2 separate regions of the Xenopus tropicalis genome follow, and region 1 is linked to region 2. Evidence: chromatin contacts called from public Hi-C data. All regions are on one chromosome and are shown on one strand. The core of a region is the stretch at or near the end of the contact, and the rest is flanking DNA. Distances in the headings are between cores, read along the strand shown. Region 1 holds the start of mn1 (meningioma (disrupted in balanced translocation) 1). Region 2 has its middle 94 kb from the start of mn1.

What was found. A called contact is a pair of places that touch in the nucleus more often than the background predicts.
Region 1: a Hi-C map of neurula embryo shows a contact between it and region 2, with 2.7 times the contacts expected there. The contact joins the promoter of mn1 here to the enhancer-like site in region 2. A contact is called at or near these places in 2 of 5 Hi-C or Micro-C datasets (gastrula embryo and neurula embryo).

Annotation. Positions count from the first base shown.
Region 1 is chr1:150,038,567-150,042,834 of UCB_Xtro_10.0, forward strand. It overlaps mn1 (meningioma (disrupted in balanced translocation) 1), which reads right to left and starts at 2,219. Exons shown (of 2, transcript NM_001100202.1): 1 at 1-2,219. The coding sequence starts at 2,112.
Region 2 is chr1:149,944,695-149,948,861 of UCB_Xtro_10.0, forward strand. No RefSeq gene overlaps it. Among named protein-coding and RNA genes, the nearest start is that of mn1, 94 kb to the right of the region's middle. Within about 2 kb of position 2,112, at least 2 of the 11 cell types and tissues checked have an H3K27ac peak or open chromatin away from gene starts, as enhancers often do. A contact at or near this core is called in gastrula embryo and neurula embryo, where this site is marked.

The sequences.
Region 1 (4,268 bases), core at 969-3,468, 94 kb after region 2:
TGGTGGGTAGGAACTTGGGGATGAGTTTACACCTGGTGGATTGTGTGGGGTTGACTGTCTGTTTGAACCTACAAATGGAAAGCCTGCCTGCCCACCTATGGATGGAGCTGTAAAGTCAGCAGGGCCCCTTCTATCTGCTGGTGTACTAGAAAGCCCTACACCTCCTCCTGGTGACTGCATTTGGGAAAGGTTAGCCATATTGCTTCCAAACTGAGAGTGCATACCAGGTGAATGCAAGGCCTGAACATGTCCTTCCCCTGGAATTCCCAGAGGTTCCTGAATGCCCATCCTATTTACACCTGGTCTAAATAATAAATTTGACCCATTTTGTTGTAAATTCATATCATGGGATGAAGGGTCAGCGGGCAGATTTGAGCCACCCATTCTCCTTTGAAGAATATCTCCAGGTGGGTGAGGGCCAGGAAACCAAGCATTTTCCTGAGCCACATGTGGATTTTGAGGGTCAAAAGTACCAATCCTACCTCCCTCACGATCAAAGTTTGGTTGCTGCATACCACCCACTTGACCTCCATGTACAATGCTGCTTTGATTGACATCCCCATGATGGCCCAATTGCTGTATATTGGCCTGTCTCATTCTCTGTTGCTGATTTCGGGAAGCCATTTGTTTTATCATCATTGCTGCATTTTGGCGTTGTTGAAGTGACTGGTGATCTGAACCAGGGTGTTGCAGCGCTGGGCCAGGAGGAAAACTTTCCGGCACTTGAGGATTATAGTCACCTGGAAGACCAGGGTATGTAGAAGGGGACAGGTGACTCTCAATGGCAGCATTGTGAATGTTACTATTATTCCATGCAGCACAGTTATCCACGCTATGATTATTTGGGAAGTCAAAGCGTGGCCTTTTAGTAACATTCATATAGGGAGCATCAAAATGTTGCAATCTTTGATTTGGAGGTTGCTGTGGAGGTGCTTGTTGCATACTGAACACGGATTCAGAATATGGGTGCATATTCCTATTCTCAAGTCGATGAATGGGGTATTCAAACTGTGCATGTTGGCTTTGCATTACTGGTCCATTGTCCTGTAAGTTTGGGTTGGAGGTATTGGCTTCTGTTTGCTGTTGCCTGGTGATTGCGGGTGGGCAAGAGTTTTGCCTTGCAAGTAAGCCAGTCTGCTGTTGTTGCAGCAAGGGATGTCTGGCATTGACTGCAGGATCCATGCCCACTGACATTTTCCGTGCATTGTTAAATCGCTCAAAAAAGACACCATGCTGCTGTTGTGGGTGAACTTTACCCATTCCCACTAAGCCAGGAGGTCTAGGTAACACAGATGTACCAGGGAAACTGCCGCTGGGGACCTGCCTTCCAGCTCCATAATGGCCATCTGAATCTGATGGAGAGAACACAGGTACCTCAAAGTGTCCTGAAGGGTTATCGCTGGGATAATTGTATTCCAGAGGTTCAACACCTCCTTGGTTGTGAATTCTCCTTTGTTCTTGGTTGTGAGAATCAGAGGTGGAGGATGTAGGGAGCCCGTGAAAAGAAGAAGCCCGGTTAGGAGACTGGTCTAGGGGAAGGCAAGGTGCGGGGACAGCATGGTTACTAGCAGTAGAGTTGGGGTGTTGAAATTCTGAGATATTACCTGACCTCTGCTGTACAAATCCCTCTCCTGATGGATTCTCTGCTATCTGCTCATAGCCCTCACCAAAGGCTTGTTGGTTGCCAATATTGTTGTTGTAGCCCATGAAACGACCACCATGCAAGCAGGAGGCAGTGGCATCAGGTCCATTAAAGTTGCCACTGAAGTGAGGGTGATGCTGGTGCGAGTTGGGGTGCCCATGGTGAGGATTATGCTGATTGTTAAAGAACCCATGGACAGGTTGTGGCTGCATTCCTCCAGGGTGGATGTCTGATTGTCCCCTAGCATGGTAGCCATAAGGCTCTCCGTTTAGATTGAGGTTCATGCCTAACATAGAAGGCTCGTTCAACGCTCCCATGGCAGAATCCACAGCGCCCGGTGCCCCCGCAGAATGAAACGCAGCGTTTTTAAAATGTGAGCTCATATTCATCCCGGGCTGAGTAAAGTTTCTCTCTCCTTGGCCAGCGCTTCTGCTATTGATCTGCGGCTCAAACTGCTCCAGCCCAAACATAATTCCCAAGCGATCAATAAGGCATGGCAGCAGCTCGTCCCGCTACTGGTGCTATCGCAGTCGCTTGTCGCAGTGGCAGGCAGGAGTGCGGGCTGTGGCGGAATTCATGCACAGTGTGCGGAGCCACAAACACAAGTGGAAGAAGTGGAGCGATGTTGTGTGCGGAGCTCTCTCAGATGAGCTCACATTTTGTAATCTGATAGGGCCTGGGCTGTGAGATCACAAGTCAACATTTTCTTATTGCGATCTCATGAAGAGCCAATGCAACAGCCGCTCTCCCCAAACCACAAACACATCCAAGAAATCGCCCCAATTGGCCCAAAGTAGGCAAATCAACAAAAGTTCTGCAGATACCTTAGTCCGTGCAAATCCGATGCCCTTGGCTAGGGTCGCATATCCACATGGGCAGGACTGTCCCGGGTCAGAAGGGGAATGTGAATGAAGAAGTCTTCCTATTGCCTTATCAGTAGGTGGGCTCCCCTCCAACTGGCTGCAAGTTTCAGCGCCCCCACCTCTGGCATGGTGTCACCCTACTGAGTGTCATCTGCAACCACCAGCGCCTGGGATCTCTGCCCGCTTCCACTACACAGCGCAAAGTGCCGGCGTGCCCGGAGCCCAGGCTCCTGCAGTCCCCGGAGCTCAGATGCTGTCCCTAAGGCTCTGACTGCTCCGGATCTCTATAGCCACTTGTGGTGCCTCCGTATCCAGCAAGCCGGCAGCTCAGTATTCAGCTTTGTCCCTTTGTTCGCGATCAAGCAGTCGGGGCTTCTCAGCACAGAAGCGGAGCCAGGATCTGCCCCCCCTCTCACCCCGGCAGGAGGATTTGAGTGTGAGGTCCCGGCTGTCCCCTCGCCGCTCACCCAGCCCGACACAGCAGCAGCAGCAGCAGCAACAAGTTTTGCATAGAGCAGCAGCGGCCGCGGCAATCAATTCCTCGCATTCGCTGGCAGCCAATGTGCGGCAGGGGGGGCGCGGCTAACACTTAAGGTGCTCCTTCCACATTAGAGCAGTGAGGGAGAGGGAGACGGATCTGGCATTTATTTCCATCATATAACAATATAGGTTGGTGAGAGCGACCCTGGCCGCCTGCCTCTCCTCACACTGCCATGCCCTGTTTGTGTAAGCGCAGCTGCTGCCTGGGAGAGACACAGAGAGAGGCAGAGAGAAGCCCTATCTATCTAGCAGCAACGCAGTATCCTTTTGTTAGGGGCTCCCCCTTCATGGAACTCACATGAGGGAAGTGGCAGGAGAAAGCAATGTGATTATTGGGGGGGGGGGGGACTCTCTGGGCACCCACTCTAACTACTCACACTGGCCTGGCCTTGTACAGAGCTCATTGGGGTTTTCTTAGAACAAAGGCCACTTTGGGTGTATGTGACAGTGGCACTCTACTACCTGCACCCTCACCTGCTTTTGGACTATAATTCCCAGCATGCTGTGCTGGCATGCTACAATGAAATAACATCTAAAGGAATGCGGGTTGGGTTGTCACTCATACACACCACCAAACACACACACAAATATCTATCTATCATCTATCTATCTATATATCTATCTATCTATATATCTATCTATCTACATCTATCTGTCTATCATCTATCTATCTATCATCTATCTATCTATCTATCTATCTATCTATCTATCTATCTATCATCTATCTGTCTATCATCTGTCTAGCTATCTATCTATCTATCATCTATCTATCTATCTATCATCTATCTATCTATCTATCATCATCTATCTATCATCTATTTATCTATATCCATCATCTATATCATCTATCTATCAGCATCTATAATATCTATCATCCATCTATATCATCTCTCTATTTATCATCTATCTATTTATCTGTCTATCATCAATATCTAATATTTATCATCTATATATATATCTATCTGTCTATCATTTATCTATCAACCTATATTTCTATATATTATCTATCTATCTATCTATCTATCTATCTATCTATCTATCTATCTATCTATTGGAGAGAAACAATACAAGTCCATAGAGAGTTCTGTGGCAGTGATTATAATGTACATTGTACATTGCATATAAGGAGGAGAGATGGCAAGATAGCAGTAAGTAGATTGTAATGGATCCAAGCACTTGAAGAGAAGAGATAGTTGGGCTAGTGTTTACATTAGGCTGATAAT
Region 2 (4,167 bases), core at 862-3,361:
TAACTATAAAAAAAGACCCAAATAGCACCAATCACAAAATATTTATTAATAATTAATATGTATTTAGTTCATTCACTTTTGTCTTCGGTAAGCAAAAAAAAAAACAGTTCATCAGCCCCAAAAGCTAATCCAGTTGGTAAAACATCCACCTTCAAATTATTAACATTGTTGTCAAACATCAGTAATTGCTACATCTCATTTAGTAGATTGGATGATTTATAGAAAAAGCTTTAAAGAATGTGTAAGTTTAACAAGCTTGAAGAATAAATGTTGAAATATTGCACAAAGATTCCATTTTATGTAGTGAACTGATTTATAGAGGTGGTAATCAATTCCTTGTCAACTCACATGAGCTACAGTATTTAGCTGCAGACTGGGCCCAGCGTTATTTTTATGAACATTGTTTTCAGTTTTCACTTTTTGTGCGGCTTGAAGATTGATAGTGATGTTAGCTGTTGACACTAATCTACTTTGGTAATAAAGTTTCAGTTCCTCCACATTTTTGATGGCACACAAAAAGCAATGCATTTGAAAATATGTTGCTAGTTTCATAAAAGTGGGAAACTAAAGGGCCAGTTGGCTCTTTTCAAATTCAGTGTTTCTATGTTTCTTTGGCTCACATGATTCAGATGTATGGAGGAGTGTTGTTAATACTATACTATCAAAAGTATTTTTTGATTAAGAAAATATAAATTATTGATTAGAAATTTTTAAAAAGGATTAAAGTACTAGTATGAATTATGTTATATGATTTGTTGTGAATGAACAGCAGGGCTTATTTATTATGCAAAAATATATATTTACTATATATTATACAAAATGTGCAAATGCATAATGTGAGTTGATGGGTGCTTGCATTCACAGATGTTCCTTGTGAGCACAATGGCACAGAGGTACACACAGGTAAGAGGCACAGAAATGCCCATGACACACCATGTGCCACCCCTTTCATGGGGACAATGAGCAATGTACCAACATCAGGTGAAAGAACCATTCACAATAGGAACAAAGAGTGGGGTGAGTAGAATTGTGGAGAAAAAGCATGGTGTATTGCCCCTGTTTTGTGCACTCAGCGCCTTGCCCTCCAAGTACTAATATGTTTTCTTTGTTGGATATCTTGCCATAAAGTAAATTTAGTGCCCTTCATCTCTTCCAGTCTTCTGAACTCTGTAGCTGATATTCTTTGAGAAAACACTGTATTCAGGTCAATGCGAGAAATGTTTTTATCTTTGTGTCTTTTGACTTACCTACTGGTGTATAATATCAGTGAGTTATGCTATCTGGCTATACTTACTAGAAGTGACAATTGATAACCGTATTTCAAACATAGCATAGAAGCTACAATAATCATAATTATTTTAAAGATCAGTAACTTTAAGGGAAAAATGTAAAATTAATAATGGTGGTTAAACAATATTAACATATTTGTTCAGATGTTCAGAAAAATCTAGGGTTAGAGTGAAAAGAGCCAAAAAGAGCAACAAAACCACTACAATAAAGTTTGTTGCGTTGTATTTTCAAATATAAAAGAAGGACTTTTTAGCTCCTTTTGGCCCTTCTCACTTTAACTTTAAAGGTTTTTGTTTGGTTGCACTCCAAGTCCTACCCCTTACAAGCCTTGGCTCAATATCTTGTACTTATGATGAGATCATACAGATTAAAACAGGCTGTCTGCAAGTTTGTATTTATGGCTCTGAATTATTAGGTTGTATCTGTACTTAAAAAAAACTAAGGGTTCTGGATGAATAATTGGCTACAAGGACATAAATGGTTATTTGTACATCTTTACCCACAATTCCTTAAAAAGTGTTAAGGCCTCTCATTTCAGGTTTAAGGCAGTGCTGTGTGTATAGCACGAGGAATGTGAATATGTTCTGTTTTCAGAATGCTTCTTCTTGCATTGTACCCTTTGCATATACAGAACTCACATTAGGAGCATTGTTAACTTATATCCCAACTATAGGTGGCTCTAAAGTTCAGTCAAACATGCTTTAATGCTGGAATCTTCTCTTAAATAGTGGTCTTTAGGGCTTTTTACCTATTGACACCACCTTGGGAGTCTGCACAAGAAAAGTCCTTTGTTTTTAAACCTCCCCAGGCTGTCCTTTCTTCTAGGCCTAGCCCCAAAGCTATTTTGTTTCTCGTTTAATACTGATTTTGTGACCTTCTATTGAACAGTAACTAAGTACCAACAGACACTGTAGCACTTCCAGCAACCATGCAGATAAAACTAAGGTTACAACTCTAACAGAACTGCAAGGCAGCAATGCTATCTACCAGACCATTGTATTGCAAAAAATATTTTCTCTGATCAGTTGCCTGTAGTAACATTAAAGAAAGCAAAGTTTTAAGAGCATGTTAAAAGAGAGAAGGTTTGTATTTAATTACACATGTGGATTGCATAATTAGTGGACACTGAATGGAGTGGGAATGTATCAATATTACTAGGAAACCAGTTTCTATAGAAGAATAATGGCCACTCCAGTCCATGGTGACTGGCACTAATCTACTTCCAGGCCCAGATTGGGATTTAAATTGCCCTGGCATTTTAAGTACACAACCCCCCCCCCCAGGCAATTAAATAAAGACTGCCCATAGCAACCCCTCTGGAGTACACAGATTGCCAGTCTAGGCCTGTCCAGGCATGCCAAAATGGCAGCTACAAATACCACTGGGATAGGCGACTTTTCTATAGAAAGAGGTTTTTGTGCCGACTTAGTTATACTAACACATTTCTAACAACTTTTATAGGACTTATATGTAACTTTTTACATTGAGTGAATCAAAAGCACAGCACCATATCATTCTGTAATCTTCCCTACTATTCCATTCTCTGTTTATGTCTCTAGCTGAGTACCATGGTATTTCTGATTGTGGTTACTATAGAGTTTCTTAAATGTACAGATGACAGTAAGAGCCCAAATTGACCACAGTCATTCTTTCTAATTACATTCTGGCATTTCTAGAAAAAAACAATAGTATGGAGCTCACATGAAAGAGGAGCTTGTCAGATAAAAAGGTCTATATATGCCATCTAAATTATTCACTGCTTTTTAAATTGCGTAGTATGATTTGAGGAAAAAGAGCAGAATCAAATTTTTTTCTAAGAAATTTGTCAGTTTATGTAAGAGATCTATAGATTAAAACAGGGCTATCTAACTGGAGGCTTATGGGTCAAATATGCATCCTTCAAAGGCATACTTATGGCCTGCATTCCAATGGGCTCCATAGGCATCTTTAGATGGCATCTTTATTTGGATAAATGTGTCGTCAGTCAGATAATTGGTCCACTACTTAAGGAAAAAAGAGAAGAGCGGAGGAAGTCCAACAGAAATTATAAAAGCACACATTGTATAATGGTCTATTTTCTGCTCATCCAAAGAATGGTTAGCCCTTATGTGGTAATGTTTAGGCTAGAAAAATAAAAACTGTGTAAACTGTACAGTGTAATTGTGTTATGTAAAGCAGTTGTAAACCAAACAGAACAGGTCAAGCTGTTAGAATTTACTTTAAGGATCATTAGTACAGTTCCCAATGTTTGTTTTAAATTCACAGAGTTTATTTTACAGCATTTGTTTTGCTAAAGATCCAAGTTTTTATCTGCAAATGCTCTATAACTGGGTTGGAAAATATTTCTGTTAAGACAATTGTATGGTGTTATTTACGTTTTAGGCAGATTCCCGAATTAAATAAAGCAAAGCAATAACATGTGATTTTAAAACATATATATTTTAAAAATGTTGTACACAGAAAAAGTCTAAACGAGTTTATAATGAGCCGGGCAAATGCAAGTTATTTTTGGTTTAACAAGCAACAATTGCTTCCTATACCTGAGTGCTGAACAGGAAACCAAGGTCACATGGCTTTTCCATTCAAAACAATCTGGATTGTGTCTCCATAAAACCATTGCCACATTCTGACAGCTGTTGGGAAAGCACTTCATTATGGAGTTATGCAATCATCAACCATATGATCCGAGTCCGGTTAACAAAAAAAAAAAAAAAGAAACGTTGGACCCGGCGCTGTACAGTAATTAGCTGCAAGCCTGTTACACATGTCGCAGTGAGTTGACTTTCACATTTGTACACAGCAATATTTTAGGTGCCAGTATATTTATCTTAATATGTTATCATTTTAAAATGTGTCTATCTTTTTTTTTTTCTATTG